Regions from separate parts of the Mus musculus genome. Here region 1 is linked to region 2. The links are chromatin contacts, called in public promoter capture Hi-C maps. All regions are on one chromosome and are shown on one strand. Each heading gives the region's core, a stretch centred on a gene start, on an enhancer-like site or on the middle of the called end of the contact. The rest is flanking DNA. Distances are from core to core; before and after follow the strand shown.

Region 1 (7,601 bases), core at 2,056-4,555, 480 kb after region 2:
GCAGTTAAATAGCAGAAAACCTACCCACATCTATACCCCTAGCCCCTCAAACACACACACACACACACACACACACACACACACACACACTCCAGCAGCAGAAACTTGGAATTACTCTGTATATGTAAAAACATTCACACCCATACTTTCTTTCTTGCCCCTGAGATCATGAGTGTATTATAATTCAGTAGCCCAGTTAATATACTTCACAGTAGTGCTAAGTCATGCTCCAAATGTGACCTCTCCAAAGTGAACAAATGATATAGCTATTTCATGTTTTATATTCTTGCTTTTGCCCTCTAGTACAGCAGGACTACACACTTACCTCACCTATTCCTTACAGGATGCCTGAGAGACTTTATTACCCTGATTTTATGGCCAGAACATAGGACTCAGTCTCAGAAATCTCTTAGGGTCCCACAGTAATAACAAAATCGTTTGAAAATCTAGAATTGCCAGATGCAAGAATTGAGTGAGAGGAAACATGGCATCAAATGACAGATACAGACCGTCTCAGGGCCAAGTGCTCTGTGTGTGTGTGTGTGTGTGTGTGTGTGTGTGTGTGTGTGTGTGTGTGTGTGTGTGTATTTTGTTTTTGAGACAGGGTCTTATCATGTAGCCCTGGCAAGCCTGAAACTCTGAATGAGACCAGGCTGGCCTTGAACTCACAGAGATCTGCCTGGTTTTGCCTCCTGAGTGCTGGGATTAAAGGCATGCACCAAGGTTCTTCTTAGAAACTCGGGCCATCCCAGACCTGCTATCCTCTGATGAATTTGAAACGTTTTCATCATTTCTAGCATTTTCATCATTTCTAGCATTTCAGTGCCCCCTATAATTAGCTCTCTGTAATTAGATGCTCTCTTTACATCTAGAAGCTTCCACAGTATCTAATCCAGGGATAGTGATTCTTTTCCTATTAAATAACACTAGGAAAACAGATTCAGAATTTAGCATCAGGAAATGTGTCATAATCATTGTCACTCATTGGTGGACCAGGTGCCCCATGAAGAGAAGGTGGCTTACACAGTCAGCAGCGTCATTCCAAATCACCTTTAATGGCATTTATGAAGATCCTAAAGAAGACACACTTGAGGGTTTGCTGGAAGATGTGGAAAGACTGGCAAGATGTTTACAAATACTGAACCGCGAGGGAGCACCTGCCCTTCCGGTCCTCCACTGTGAACCTCGAGGAAGCACCTGCCCTTCCGGTCCTACACTGTGAACAGTGAGGTAGCACCTGCCCTTCCGGTCCTACACTGTGAACTGTGAGGGAGCACCTGCCCTTCCGGTCCTACACTGTGAACCTCGAGGAAGCACCTGCCCTTCCGGTCCTCCAGTGTGAACAGTGAGGGAGCACCTGCCCTTCCGGTCCTCCACTGTGAACCTCGAGGAAGCACCTGTCCTTCCGGTCCTTCACTGTTAACTGTGAGGGAGCATCTGCTCTTCCGGTCCTACACTGTGAACTGTGAGGGAGCACCTGCCCTTCCGGTCCTACACTGTGAACCTCGAGGGAGCACCTGCCCTTCCGGTCCTACACTGTGAACTGTGAGGGAGCACCTGCCCTTCCGGTCCTACACTGTGAAATCCAACTAAATTGTAAAAGAATACAAAAGGCAAAAAGTATAACTCCTGCCTTATTTGTATATTTCAGATGTCCTGGTCAGGCACGGAGATACCAGATGAATCTCTGAAAAGTGTTTCAGCGTCTAACCAAACAGGAGTCCAGAAATGGCCAAGAAGTCAGATGCAGAAAGGGAGAATACAATTAGGTCTGTGCTTAGGGATAGAGACCTACTAGATTCATGATTGGGAGCTGCTAAAGGTTCCCAGGTTACTGCAGGGCAGATAGCATTGCTTAAAGAAAGTCTGCAGGCAAGGCTCCAGAGTTCACCTCGCAGCTGAGGGCATGATCTTAAACAAACTCTGAGTCTCTCCCTTCCTTCTTACCTGCAGCAGGACACACACACACACACAGATTTGGGGTTGAACCTAGTAACAGCTCTGGAGTTAGTAAGTTAGAATTTTACACTAAATTTTGTTCTAACATTCGGGCTGTATGGAAATTTCTTTGTTTTCAACACTTGCATGGAGTTTGAAATGTCAAGCCATTGTGAAAATGTAGTCCCCAGCCTAGCAGTGCTTAGCCAATAAGGCAAACAGCAACACATGTGAATTGAGTAAGATAAGGACTTTTAAAATAGAACAATCTTGCCCCATAGAACTTGTGTCACTGTGAAGACTGAGAAACAGTGAAGAACCATTTCTTATAGTTTCCCAATAGTCGTAGAAAAGGTTAAATAAAAGGGACAAATTGCCTAAGACTATTCATCTCCAAAACTCCAAGTGGCAGTCACATACAGCGGTTATCTGAACCCAGAAATCCTGAAACAAAAAGCTACTGTTTGCTGGAGCTTGGTGCCACGAAAAAGTAAATCTACAATGTGAACTAAGGAAATGGAGAATTCCTTTGGTGAGTATATAGCACATGTGGCTATAGAACTGTGAGCAGGGATAGCACAGGAGACCAAGGGCAGACCAGGTTCGCAATATGCTGTTATTAATCATTATTAGCAATAACTCTTTCCCTATAGTGTTCTATAATTGAAAAAGCATGTTCATACATTGTCTTGAGACTCAGCAAACGTGGAGGTAGATAGGAGAGTCTTATGTGGTAAGGCACCAGTCTCAACACCCCACCGAAACCAATGGTCATAATTTACAAAAGTTAACACAAAACCCCCTACAGTTCACATGACTGTGTGTATCGTGAAGCCAGCTGACAGCCACCTTCCTACTTTCCAGTCCCAGAAAGAATCAACTCACACACTCCCAAATCCAAGTGGATGCCAGTTATAAGTGTCTGGAAGTCAGAGGTCAAACAAGACCTTTATTATCAAAGGGCTGCACTTCTAAGCAAGAGCTCTTATATAATATATTCTTAATAACAATAATATATGTACCACAGTTATTCAAGGTTTTGATGCCCTTCTGTATGTAGGGCCAACCCAGGCACCATAGATCTGAAGATAGTAGAGGGCTGAGACTCTTTCTCTAGGACTTTGTCAGTGAGAATAGAGAATAGAAAAATCCCTTCACATCACTAACTGAAGATGGGGAAGGTAAACTTGGTTCAAATGGCAAAAGGAGGGAAAAGAAAGTGAGTTTCCAAAAACTCCTGTCAGGGGCTCTCACCCACCTTCCTGCTTGCAGTAGCCCTTAACTTGGCCTTGGGCCTTACAGTGTCTGAGCATTTGATTTATGATAGTGAGCTGTTGTGCAAAGAGGTTGTTATATAAAGTGTAGCCTTGGTATTTTTGCATTCGGTCACATGGAGCCATGCCTTCTCTGGCCTGGGGAATGGAGCAAGCTTAGCTACTCTCCACCCATAAATCAAGGTTTCGATGAAGTAAAAATGCAAGAAATTGAAATGCTCCCCAGAAACATGACTTGCTGAAGCAACAACCATACTGTGTTTAACCCTTAAGTGTCAAATTCTAAGGAGCCCCTCAATCAGGGCTTTCTATATCTACCTAGATATAGAAACACCTAAGGCAAAGAAAAAAAAATCAGAAGTGTTGGAGGAAAGATAAGTAGTATTAGCCACAACTCTGAGCCAGTAGAAGAGCAGCTAGACCAGAGGCAACAGTAGAATAACTAACCACCTTTGAGGAGGGATAGTGGCGAAGGGAGGGAAAATGATATAATCTTAGAATTGATGAAAATCATTTAAAATATAAAATAGTAAAATTGGTGCCACTTATAAAAATAAAATGCATTTAATCTCATAAATGGATTTCTACCTCTTGAGAAACTGGATAAATCTCCAAGAGTGGGTGAGGTCTCTTCAAACTGAGCTAGTTACTAGGAAAGCAGCCTAAAAGGAGCCTGGCAGCTTGGTTCCCTCTGTCTGGTATTGATTCACCTTGCCACTCTTTGCTGGTTATAGTTTGTCTTGACTTCATAGAGAGAAATGCCACCAAAGAAATTCTGATGGTGTTCTAGAGGCTTCTTGCTGCTTCTATGGACTTGGGCTGATTGGCAGAGCCTCGAGGTTTCTTCTGGATCAAACTGCCATTGCTGATTTGTGAATGGTGTTTGTAAGTGGATAGAGCTGTCACTGCTCGTTCCTGCGAACTGAACTGCTGATATCTTAACAATGCAGATTGAATTTATTCCAAAGAACTATTTCTAACAGGTCCACATTCTCCTTTGCCCTATTAACCTTTCCTTCTACTATCTCTGGTGGGTGGTGGGCTAGGAGAGAAGTCAAAGCATTTATATACCCTTATTAAAAGTAGGTTTTGAAAAATCTAAGACTACAAGCAACCCTTGCTCTTGTCCTCAGGTATCCACACATGTGTACATGCACCCCCACGTGTATCTATACACAAAAACATCTCTATTATTTAAGAAATTTTCATTGTACAGGAGGGTTCCAATATTGGACTCACTATAGCTTTTCATGTCTAGATTTAAAACTGATTACAACTCAAAGCTACTGGAAAGTTTTCACATATCTCTGTATTTGGTATAATGCAGATAGTTACTCACCACCTCTTAACACGTAAACAGTGAAACATATTGTATAAGAGAACTAATATTTCCATCTCTCCAAAGCAGCAGTTCTCAACCTTCCTATTTCTATGACCCTTTAATACAGTTCCTCATGTTGTACTGACACCCAACCACAAATTATTTCACTGCAACTTCATGACTGTAATTTTGCTATTGTTCTGAATTATAATGTAAATATATGATATTAAGAGTAGCTGATATGTAACCTACAAAATGGATCATGACCCACAGAACTGATGCTCTGTAGCCCCTTCTCAACTAAATATTCATAGGCAAGTATTCTTATAGTAAAATACTTTTTTCAAGTCATACAAAGATTTCATAGCCACAGAAAAAATCAACCTACAAAATATGAATGCCCCTTGTAGAATTCTAATCTCTGGATAACCAGCTCTGTTCTCCTGGTTGACTCCATTTCAGAAAGTTGAGCCTGGATCATTTATATTCACTAGCTAGTTTATAAGAAAAATCAATGAGGGTGGAAGCAGTGGTGAGACTTCTTTGAGCACAGATATGATGGCTCTGGTGAACCCTGGTCTAACAATCTGCTCAGGTGGCACCATGTCTCACCATTATCCACACCACTGGGCATTAGACATCAAGCTGGGGGGAAAAAAAAGGAGAAGAAGGAGGAGGAGGAGGAGGAGGAGGAGGAGGAGGAGGAGGAGGAGGAGGAGGAGGAGGAGGAGGAGGAGGAGGAGGAGAAAGAAAGAAAGAAAGAAAGAAAGAAAGAAAGAAAGAAAGAAAGAAAGAAAGAAAGAAAGAAAGAAAGAAAGAAAGAAAGAAAGAAAAAGAAAGAAAGAGAAGAAGAAGAAGAAGAAGAAGAAGAAGAAGAAGAAGAAGAAGAAGAAGAAGAAGAAGAAGAAGAAGAAGAAGAAGAAGAAGAAGAAGAAGGAGGAGGAGGGAAGGAAGGAGGAGGAGGAGGGACAAAGGCTAGTGGCCACCAACTGGTTGTCAATTCTTCTGAAGTTTTGTATTTTCAGTTCCAGCTAAATGGAAATCTTTAGAGCATCTCAATTAAGATGTAAATAGGATGATAATTGCAGGGTGTATATGCCTGTGATCCTGGCACTTAGGAAGGGACACTAAGGCAAAAAGATCTTGTGTTCTAGGCTAGCCTGAGCTACATAGCAGGAGCCTTGAAAGAAAATATTACTAACCTTTGAAGAGGATGAAGTACCAACCTGCCTTATCATTCAATGGACTTTTGAAAGTGGCACGAACAGCAGGACACCAGAGCTCTCCTGCAAAAGCCAGGCTCCAAGAAAGCCACCAGCACAGAAGTGGCTCCATTTAAGGGCCAGCTCCCTGGGGTTGTTGGCACTGAACACACAGGACACATTGTGTCTCCTGTTTGTCATCTCCACACAGGGAAAGGACCTTCTGGCTCTGGACACCATAGCCATTTCCTGCTGCACTTCTCAGGACACTAAGTTTCCAGGGGTGAAATTCTGAGCATTAGGAAAAGATCTCACGTGTTGTCATAGTAGAAATGAAGCCAAGGCTCTTGCGTGAAACATGCTTTCAATTCAGACGTCAGCAGAGTTTCAGAAGTGTAATCTATTTGGGTACCGATTTCTCCATCTTTTAAATCATTAGCCTCTAAGACTGACTGAGGTGGGGAGAAAAAGTGCATTTCAAAACACTATTGTGTCTGGGTTGGAAGCAACACCATTAAGAAGGGACAAACAATCCATAACTCCAGCATTTATATAGCACACCCAGATCACCAATTCCTTTCCAAATTGATGCCAAAGGCTAGGGAGATGGCTTAGTAGATAAGAAGCTTGTGCAAGCTTGGGACTGAGTATATCTGAGCAACCATATAAAACATTGCAAGGTGGCCAACCAACCACCTGTAACTCTAGACCTCTAGAGGGCAGAAACAGGAGGATCTATCAAGTTTTTTGGCTGCCAGTCTAGCTCCAGGTTCAGTGAGAGACCCTATCTCAAGGCAATAAGGCAATGAGTGGCACCTGACATCCTTTTCTCACGCCCACAAACATGTCCATATGTCTGTGTACCTACCTGCACACATGTGTGTTACACACACACACACACACACACACACACACACACACACACACACACACGCTGACTCTGTTTGATTTCAGAATACCCTGTGATGTAGGAAGGGAGATATCACTGTCTTATATTTACAGAGGAAGAAACTTAGGGGTTCAGACTGCTTAGACAAATTGTAGGTTCCAGGGCCACAAGGTCACCTCCCTCCTCAGCAGCACTAGGGACCATCACTGTCTCCGATTCCTTTACAGTATTCACTGTGCCTTTCAGGGCTCATGAACTACAGCCAATTTCAGACCAAATCTATAAGGGCAAACTATGACTTTTTCTTTTTCATCCAAATGTTGTTTAGAGCAAATATCAGCAATTGATGGCTTGCTCCCTTTTATTTAATTTTTTTGAAGTAACAAGCTTCCATATAGTGTTTTCAACATACTTAGTCTCAGTTCCTTCTGCCTGCTTCCCCTCCCGGATCTCCCTGTCCTAGATGTATTAACAGGCTTTTAATCTGGCCAGTGACAGGAACAGTAACCCAGAAATCGCATAGAACACGTGTGTATCTATGTTTCAACATATAAAGGTAAACTGAATCAGTGACTACATTTTCTTTCACCTTTCATTCAGATATTTTGACAGCTTCCATAGAGAGGTTGAAGAAGAGAAGCACCCTGGGCTCACCATCCCTCAACTCTTTTACCAAAGGACTTATATGACAGAAAGCACTAGGGGGTGCATACAGCAGTGCATTTTAAAAAAGATAATACTATCAAGTATTTGAAAATGTGCAAAGTGCAGACCAAGTCTTCCCTGGGTACTGCTCAGTTCCCTGGTTACTAAAGAGGATGAGATACATAAGAGGTTGTCTTAGTTGGGGTTTTATTGCTGTGACAAAACACCATGACCAAAAAGCAAATAGGGGAGGAAACCCTTGCAGATCACAATTCATCATTGGGGGAAGTTAGGACAGGCACTCAAGCAGAGCTGGAAGCTGGAGGCAGGAG
Region 2 (6,537 bases), core at 1,421-3,920:
AGTTTGTTGCCTTCACCTACCACCCTTAGAGAATAGCAGTAAGGAACTTAGTCCCCTGTGTCTCCAGCACCTAGAACACTACTGGCCACACAGCTGTGCAATTAATAAATACTTCTTCAGTGAAAGGAGAAGGAGCACTTCTAAGGTAACCATGACTCCTGGCTTCAAGTGGAAATAAAAATGGCTTCTAGTGAGAGACACTTGATAGCAAGTATCTCATCAAAAGCATAGCTGGTCCACTGGTGACAATTGTTAAGACTGGACAGATCTAGACCAATAGACAAAAGTGTCCTCACCTTCTTGAGACCTAAGGCATAAAGTCTGACTTAAAACACATTGACTCAGGCGTAAAGAATTCTACCTATCTGCCCAACAGTCAAAATATATACTCCAATGTTCCTACTACTGGAATGACTTACAAGTTTCCCATCTTTTTCTCTTGCTCTGAATTTCATTGGTCAATCTACAGGAGCCACTGTCACTTTAAGGATGTCCTTTGTAGCTAGCCTCCTGTCCACTCTTTCTCCAGCAGCTTCCTACCCCACAGAAGTTCACAAAAGACTGTGGGCCCAATTATACCATAAAAGGGATGTATTTCAGGTTGGGTCTTCCCCATCAAGTTTCCAGAATCACAGCTTTGTGGGCAAGTCATGTGACAGGGGTAATTATTTCTTATTATGATCAAAGCACAAAACACTAATGAGCAACTCCCTCTAGAGCTGTGGGAACACGGTTGCCCTACACCTGCACAGGTAGCCTGGAGCACAGGCAGTCGCCTGTCTGATTTAATAGTGTTAGGTTGGACAGAAGCCTATGAAACGATCTGGATCTTGAAATCAAGTAGGTTAAAAAAAGACTTCAGGCAGAGTATTCTATCTAAATCGAAGAGCATGTTCCAAGAACCAAAGCTAGATCTGACCAGCCTCCTACATCCTAGAAATTGCTGGGAGCTGGGCATGCTTACAGGCACATGTCCCAGAAGCTTACACAGGGTGCTGGGCTTGGTGTAGCTGTCTTTAAATTCTGAACATTTTGGAACAAGGGTTCGCATTTTGGGTTTGTTCTGAGATGTTTTACTGATATTTCACGTCCTGCACATGAATATGAAAGTCCTTGAATTGTAGCAATTTCTAGGTAGCACCATGCATTGTGCACTCTTTATTATCTGGAAACTGAAGGGCCAGTGAGCGCACTGCAGAGGGTTCCGGAAGCAAAGGCTGTGTGTCCTCTTCTTGAGACCTCTTTAAACTCAGGCAGAACGATTTCCTTGAGTTCATTCAATCTGTCATAGCAGAGCTAGGGGCTGGGATTCTGTTGAGTAGTTTTGTGTAATTTTTTAAGAAATAATGTATTTCTGGAGCCATAGAGTCTCCAGAATTAATTTAATAGTAGACTCAAATCTCATCTCCTCCCAGATCTTCACAGAGCCTTATTTCATTGGTTTCTGGATAAAGGATGGTTTTGTTTTCTAAGGGTTTCAGGCTGGACATGGATTCTCCAGGTTTCTCCTGTCTGGGGTCTAGACTCATGGTCCTCCTCGAAGCACACTGAAGCCAAAGAATACATTTCCTTCAGCGCATCATTCTCAGTCAAGCTTAGCCTCACGGTGTAGCACCTAGATCTCTCCCTCTCCCATGCAGCAGCTGCAAGAGTCTGAGACACGGTGGATTTATACCCTCTGAGCTCAGACTCGCGGATGTGTGAATTGAGATGCTGATGTCACTTGCCCATGTTGAGAATTATGGAAGATTACATGGTCACAGTGAGAGATTCTCAGATGGCATCTGGTAACATTACTGTTGCTATTTAGTAAGTGTAGGCTTTCTGAGTAAACAAAACCAGTCTGCAAGGGTACACTGCATATACCATGCTCAGTGGGCTATGCTAAAAACTGAAGCATAGGTCAGTGCTTAATATAGTCAATAATTTACCCCCACCCCCTAAAAAAAATCTCAACTAACTAAGGAGCTGAGAACTGGCTTCTTGATAAAGTGACTGCTCCACAAATACAAAGTCTTAAGTTTGGACCCCTGGAACTCATATATAAAGCTAGGTATAGTGACATGTGTGCCTAAACCTACTGCTCACTGTCTGCCCAGGCTAGTTAGATCAGTGAGCTAAATATTCAGCAAGAGAGGGTGGAGAAAGAGGAGGAGGAGGAGAAGAAAGAGGAGAAGGAAGAGAAAAAGAAAAAAGAAGGAGGGAGAGGAGGACACAGAGAGGAAAGGAGGGAGGAAGGAAAGAAAGGAGGAGGAAGGGAGAGACAGAGGGAGAAAGAGAAACAGAGACACAGAGAGAGACAGAGACAGTCAGTCAGACAGACAGACAGACAGAGAGAAGCATAAGGTGGGAGGAAGAAGCAGGGCCTAATAAAGAATAGGAACCGCATAAGAGAGGATGACAAGAGGAAAAATATGACTTAAAACATTAATACATGTATGAACTGCAAACCAATGAAATTAGGGGGGGACAATAATCAATGAAGACACTTGATACCCACCTCTGGGTTCACACACAAACTATTTTGGGAGGTAAAGAGGTGCAGGTGTATTCACAGGGGGGATGAGGAGGACAAAGGAGCAGCACAGCCCATAATCACTGAACAGAGTCACAAAGACAGAGGCTTAAGTGGGAGGGGCTACTGCACAGCAGGCAGAGAGTCTAAACCCCGGAAGGTAGTGACCTGGGGGAACAAGGACAGCATTCAGAGACCACGAGCAGGTGTGCTACACAACAGCAGGCTAACGTGAGTATTCTGGAGTTGGTGCCATCTGCCAGGTGGTGGGGTTGATAGAAGACAATTAGTCCCAACAAGAAATCAGAGTCTGCAGCCCTGTGCTTGAGCCAGCCCATGCTGGCTCCCCAGATTTGTACACATCTCTTCACAGCTGTATGCCCTGTGGTAACACATTGGTTAGCCGGGAAAAAAAAAGGCTACAGTGGGATTATTTACACCGTGGAAATTGGCAAATACCATCACCAGGGCATTTCCCCCCCTTCTTTCCAAGAGTGGGTTGCCAAACATTTGCTAGCATGCCACTGGCTTTATGCCATAAATGCTTTTTTAAAAGAGAAGTGGAGTTAGCTTGTTTATTCAAAACCAGCCTCTGGCAAGGAAAGGGTAAGGACAGACCGGAGTGTGGGGAGGGTCGGAATCTAAAGATAGAAGAAGTAGGAGGCTTCTGTGGGGACCTAAGCCAGAGCTGACAGGCAGAGCCGGCAAGGTGGAATGTTTAAAGAGAACACTCATTTAAATGACAGTCATCCCTTACTGAGCACGATGTTTCTGCATTAAAGCACCAGCAAGTTTCATCTCATGGCTTAAAATTCAAAACATTAAATATTAGTATGAAATCCCACAGTGTCACTTATTACTAACGACTCGTATGCAGAAGTTTAAAAAGAAAGTCATCTGTACACACACAAAAATCCTTGCTTTCATCTGCAGGCAAAACAGAAAATGACAGGGCTGATAACGGTGAAAACTCTTAACTGCAACATTGAGCAGGAGGTTTTGTTTGCGGGCTGTTGGGAAAGGTTCTCTCTTGTTTGCATAGGTAAGTAACTTTTATTACAGCCCCATTCTGAACATTCATTGCCTGTCTCATCCGAGGTACTGATGTGTTCCAGGGGAGGCTATCAAGGATTTGCGAATATCCACAGTCTCTTTCTAGACTGAGTCAAAATGCAACCTCAGGAGGAAATCTCTCCTAATTTATCCACCTCCAGCCATTACTTTTTATTTTATGGTGTCTTGCTACCTACACATTCTGTCTCTGGTATACTAATTTCTGTAGTTTGATGTTTGCCCCTAGAATTCTCCTTAGGCCATTTCTTTTATGCATCAGATCTCTAGGGGGTGCTCAGCAGCTCTAGTCCCCTGCTCAAGAGGAAGGATATAATGGTGGGCGCTGAGCTCTGTCACTCAAAGACCTTTCCATCTTAGTTTTGGGGACGTGTGTGTGTGTGTGTGTGTGTGTGTGTGTGTGTGTGTGTATGCTGGTGTCTATCTGTGCTTGTACAGTTGCCTGTGGGTGTTCATCCATGCTTGTGTAGAGGTCAGAAGTTAACTTTGGGTATCTTCTTTTATCACTCTTGACCTGATTTTTTTTTCACACATTCTCCAAAGAACCTAGAGCCGGCAATTTGAGATAGCCTGTCTAGCTAGTGACTGCCTCACATCTGTTGGGATCTTCCTGTCCCTATCAGATCCCCAGTGTCAGAGCTTCAGGCATGTGGCACTCACCTGTCTGAGGTGGGGTGGGGACCTGAATACAGGTCCTCATCTTTCACAGCAAGCACTTCATCCCCTGAGCCATCTCCCTATCCTCTGCCTATGCACCATGGACCAGTCGTTCTGCCTCCATAAAGGATGGTTGAGAGATTTCTCATCAATCAGGTCTGAGTATGTGAAACAATAACAGTTCTTCTGACTCCTGCATTAGGGTATGAACCAGACCTTTATAGGCAGCAAGTGATACAGTTTCTCTTGGGACTGTAGAGGTGGCTCACTCGTGAAGAGGTTTTGCTGCTCCTCCAGAGGACCTGAGTTTTGTTCCAAGGACCTGCATCAGATATAACTCCAGCTTCAAGAGATCTTTTACCCTTCTGAACTTACACACATAAGTACAAATAAAATTTTAGAAAATGACTTGTTTAATGAAGGACATAATCACACATTTCTCTGGGGAATGGGAAGTCTTCAAATTGCATTTCACCGAACTAGATAATTTTAAACACTGACCTCCAAATCAGCAGCTTTATGAACTGGGGGAGAACTCAATGATGCCTTCAGAAATAAATGTCAAAATGTAGGTTGACTCAGGGCTGCTAGCTGTGGCCGTGGGGATCTGAGTTATTTCTGCCTGGACTGCCTGTTCGGTGGGTCTGACAATTCTGCTTCTACACTGTCTGTCTTTCTGCCTTCTATCCCACCTGCTCTCAGCAGGATGGACTAGAAAGGACAAAACCTTTAGATTATGAAATGAAAAAAAAATTCCTTGCAAGCAAATAAGGCCTTTCTGAGTCTGAACTAGGAGAATTAATCATTGCCAATGTCAAATGTAAAACAGAGCCTTAATTAAAACCAAAGGGACTTTTATTCTTATTGGCTGAAAGAAAACAAATACTTTATTCCATTTTTCTTAGAGTCCCAAGAGAAGCTTATGACTCCTGGGATGGGAATCCAGAAGCCTTTGTCCTCGGGAGACTTATTGCTCATAAGTAGAAATCTGGCTCTTAGGCTGTGACACTGAGTTCTTTTCCTCTTCAAAGCCCAGAGAGAGATGTAGCCCTCACCCCACTACATTTGTAGTGCTAATGTTTGATGGAGGAAGAGGACACTGTTTATGCACTTTCTAGCTTGAGCCCAACAGAATCATGCTAGGACAAGTGTGAGATACAAACCTCCTCCATCCAGAAAACACGCAAAGGTGCAGTGTTCTGTAAAGAATCGCATTAGCTGTGAGAGGTTACCTGGCGAGGGTGAAGGGCGGGGGACAGGCCTGGAAGGAATGGGGATTTTGTTACTTCTGCCAGCTTATCACAGAGTCAACTATGCAAATGAACTTTGCAGACCATGGGTTTTCAACCCATGTGCCCTCCTTCCATGAGCCTCGAGGAGAGTTAGTTCCATCATGTTGGCATGTCTATGTCCCAGCTGTACAAGGGTATTCAGTGGGAAAAGCATGGCACTTTCAGGCTTGCTAACAGGACACAAAAGTGTCACAAATAATCTCCCTGCTGGAAAGATCACCCTGAGAGGGGTGACAGAAGGGTCTGCTCTGTGCCCAGGCAGCCAACAATACAGTATACTCCCAGGCACAGTCTCCATAGTTTTAGTTACTATTGTCAGCTGAGGCCTGAAAATATTAAATGGATAATTCCAGAAATGAGGAAATTATGTTTTAAGTAATGCTTATCTTAGCATATTATTATAATTATTCTATATAATCATTAGTCATTGCTGTTATTCTCTCACTGCTAATGTATAATTTAAATGTTACTATGGGTATAAGAACAGAGAAAGCCACACTATACACAGGCCTTGGTGTTACTTATGGCTTTGTATTATTCGCTATTCCAGATACGCAGTGACAGTCTTGGAGCATAGCCTGCACGCATAGGGGACACCATTACAATAGCCTTGGAAGAACATGAGGATTCTCTCCTGGTTTCTCTCATTTCCCATTTTCTGTTCTGCTTCAGCAGTTGGTGATGACAGAGATTGAACAGGTCTTACCGCTCTGTGGTTCCACAACCCATCGCCTGTGCAGCCAGGACCTTGGCAGAGAAGTCTCTCCACTATTTCCTGGAAAGCTACCTTTATGGAGACACCAGTGATGCCAACATCTACCCAGTACCGGGATGTGTAGCAGTGGTGATGGGATGGGGTGAGCCAGGAGACAGGATCAGATCTTTTCTCTCCACTGACTCCCTGTGACCCTGGCACGAGCCACCCCTTTTTATCATCTGATTTCACCTAAGAAACAGGAACATCAGCCTCATTTTTCTTGCTAGATTTTGTAATGGTAAAGA

Evidence for each region. Promoter capture Hi-C pulls out the DNA fragments that hold promoters and counts their contacts.
Region 1: a contact with region 2 is called in a promoter capture Hi-C map of hematopoietic stem and progenitor cells, with 4 times the contacts expected there. The contact joins the enhancer-like site here to the promoter of 1700125H03Rik in region 2. A contact is called at or near these places in 5 of 39 promoter capture datasets (the 3T3-L1 cell line, hematopoietic stem and progenitor cells, hippocampal neurons and 1 more) and 1 of 115 datasets of contacts at active chromatin or transcription factors (astrocytes).

What each region holds. Positions count from the first base shown.
Region 1 is chr8:68,846,761-68,854,361 of GRCm38.p6, forward strand. No RefSeq gene overlaps it. Among named protein-coding and RNA genes, the nearest start is that of Gm51577, 4.3 kb to the right of the region's middle. Within about 2 kb of position 3,306, at least 5 of the 459 cell types and tissues checked have an H3K27ac peak or open chromatin away from gene starts, as enhancers often do.
Region 2 is chr8:68,365,789-68,372,325 of GRCm38.p6, forward strand. It overlaps 1700125H03Rik (RIKEN cDNA 1700125H03 gene), which reads left to right and starts at 2,671. Exons shown (of 4, transcript NR_038181.1): 1 at 2,671-2,746; 2 at 3,449-3,557; 3 at 6,211-6,392. All of the region lies in intron 8 of Csgalnact1 (chondroitin sulfate N-acetylgalactosaminyltransferase 1), which reads right to left.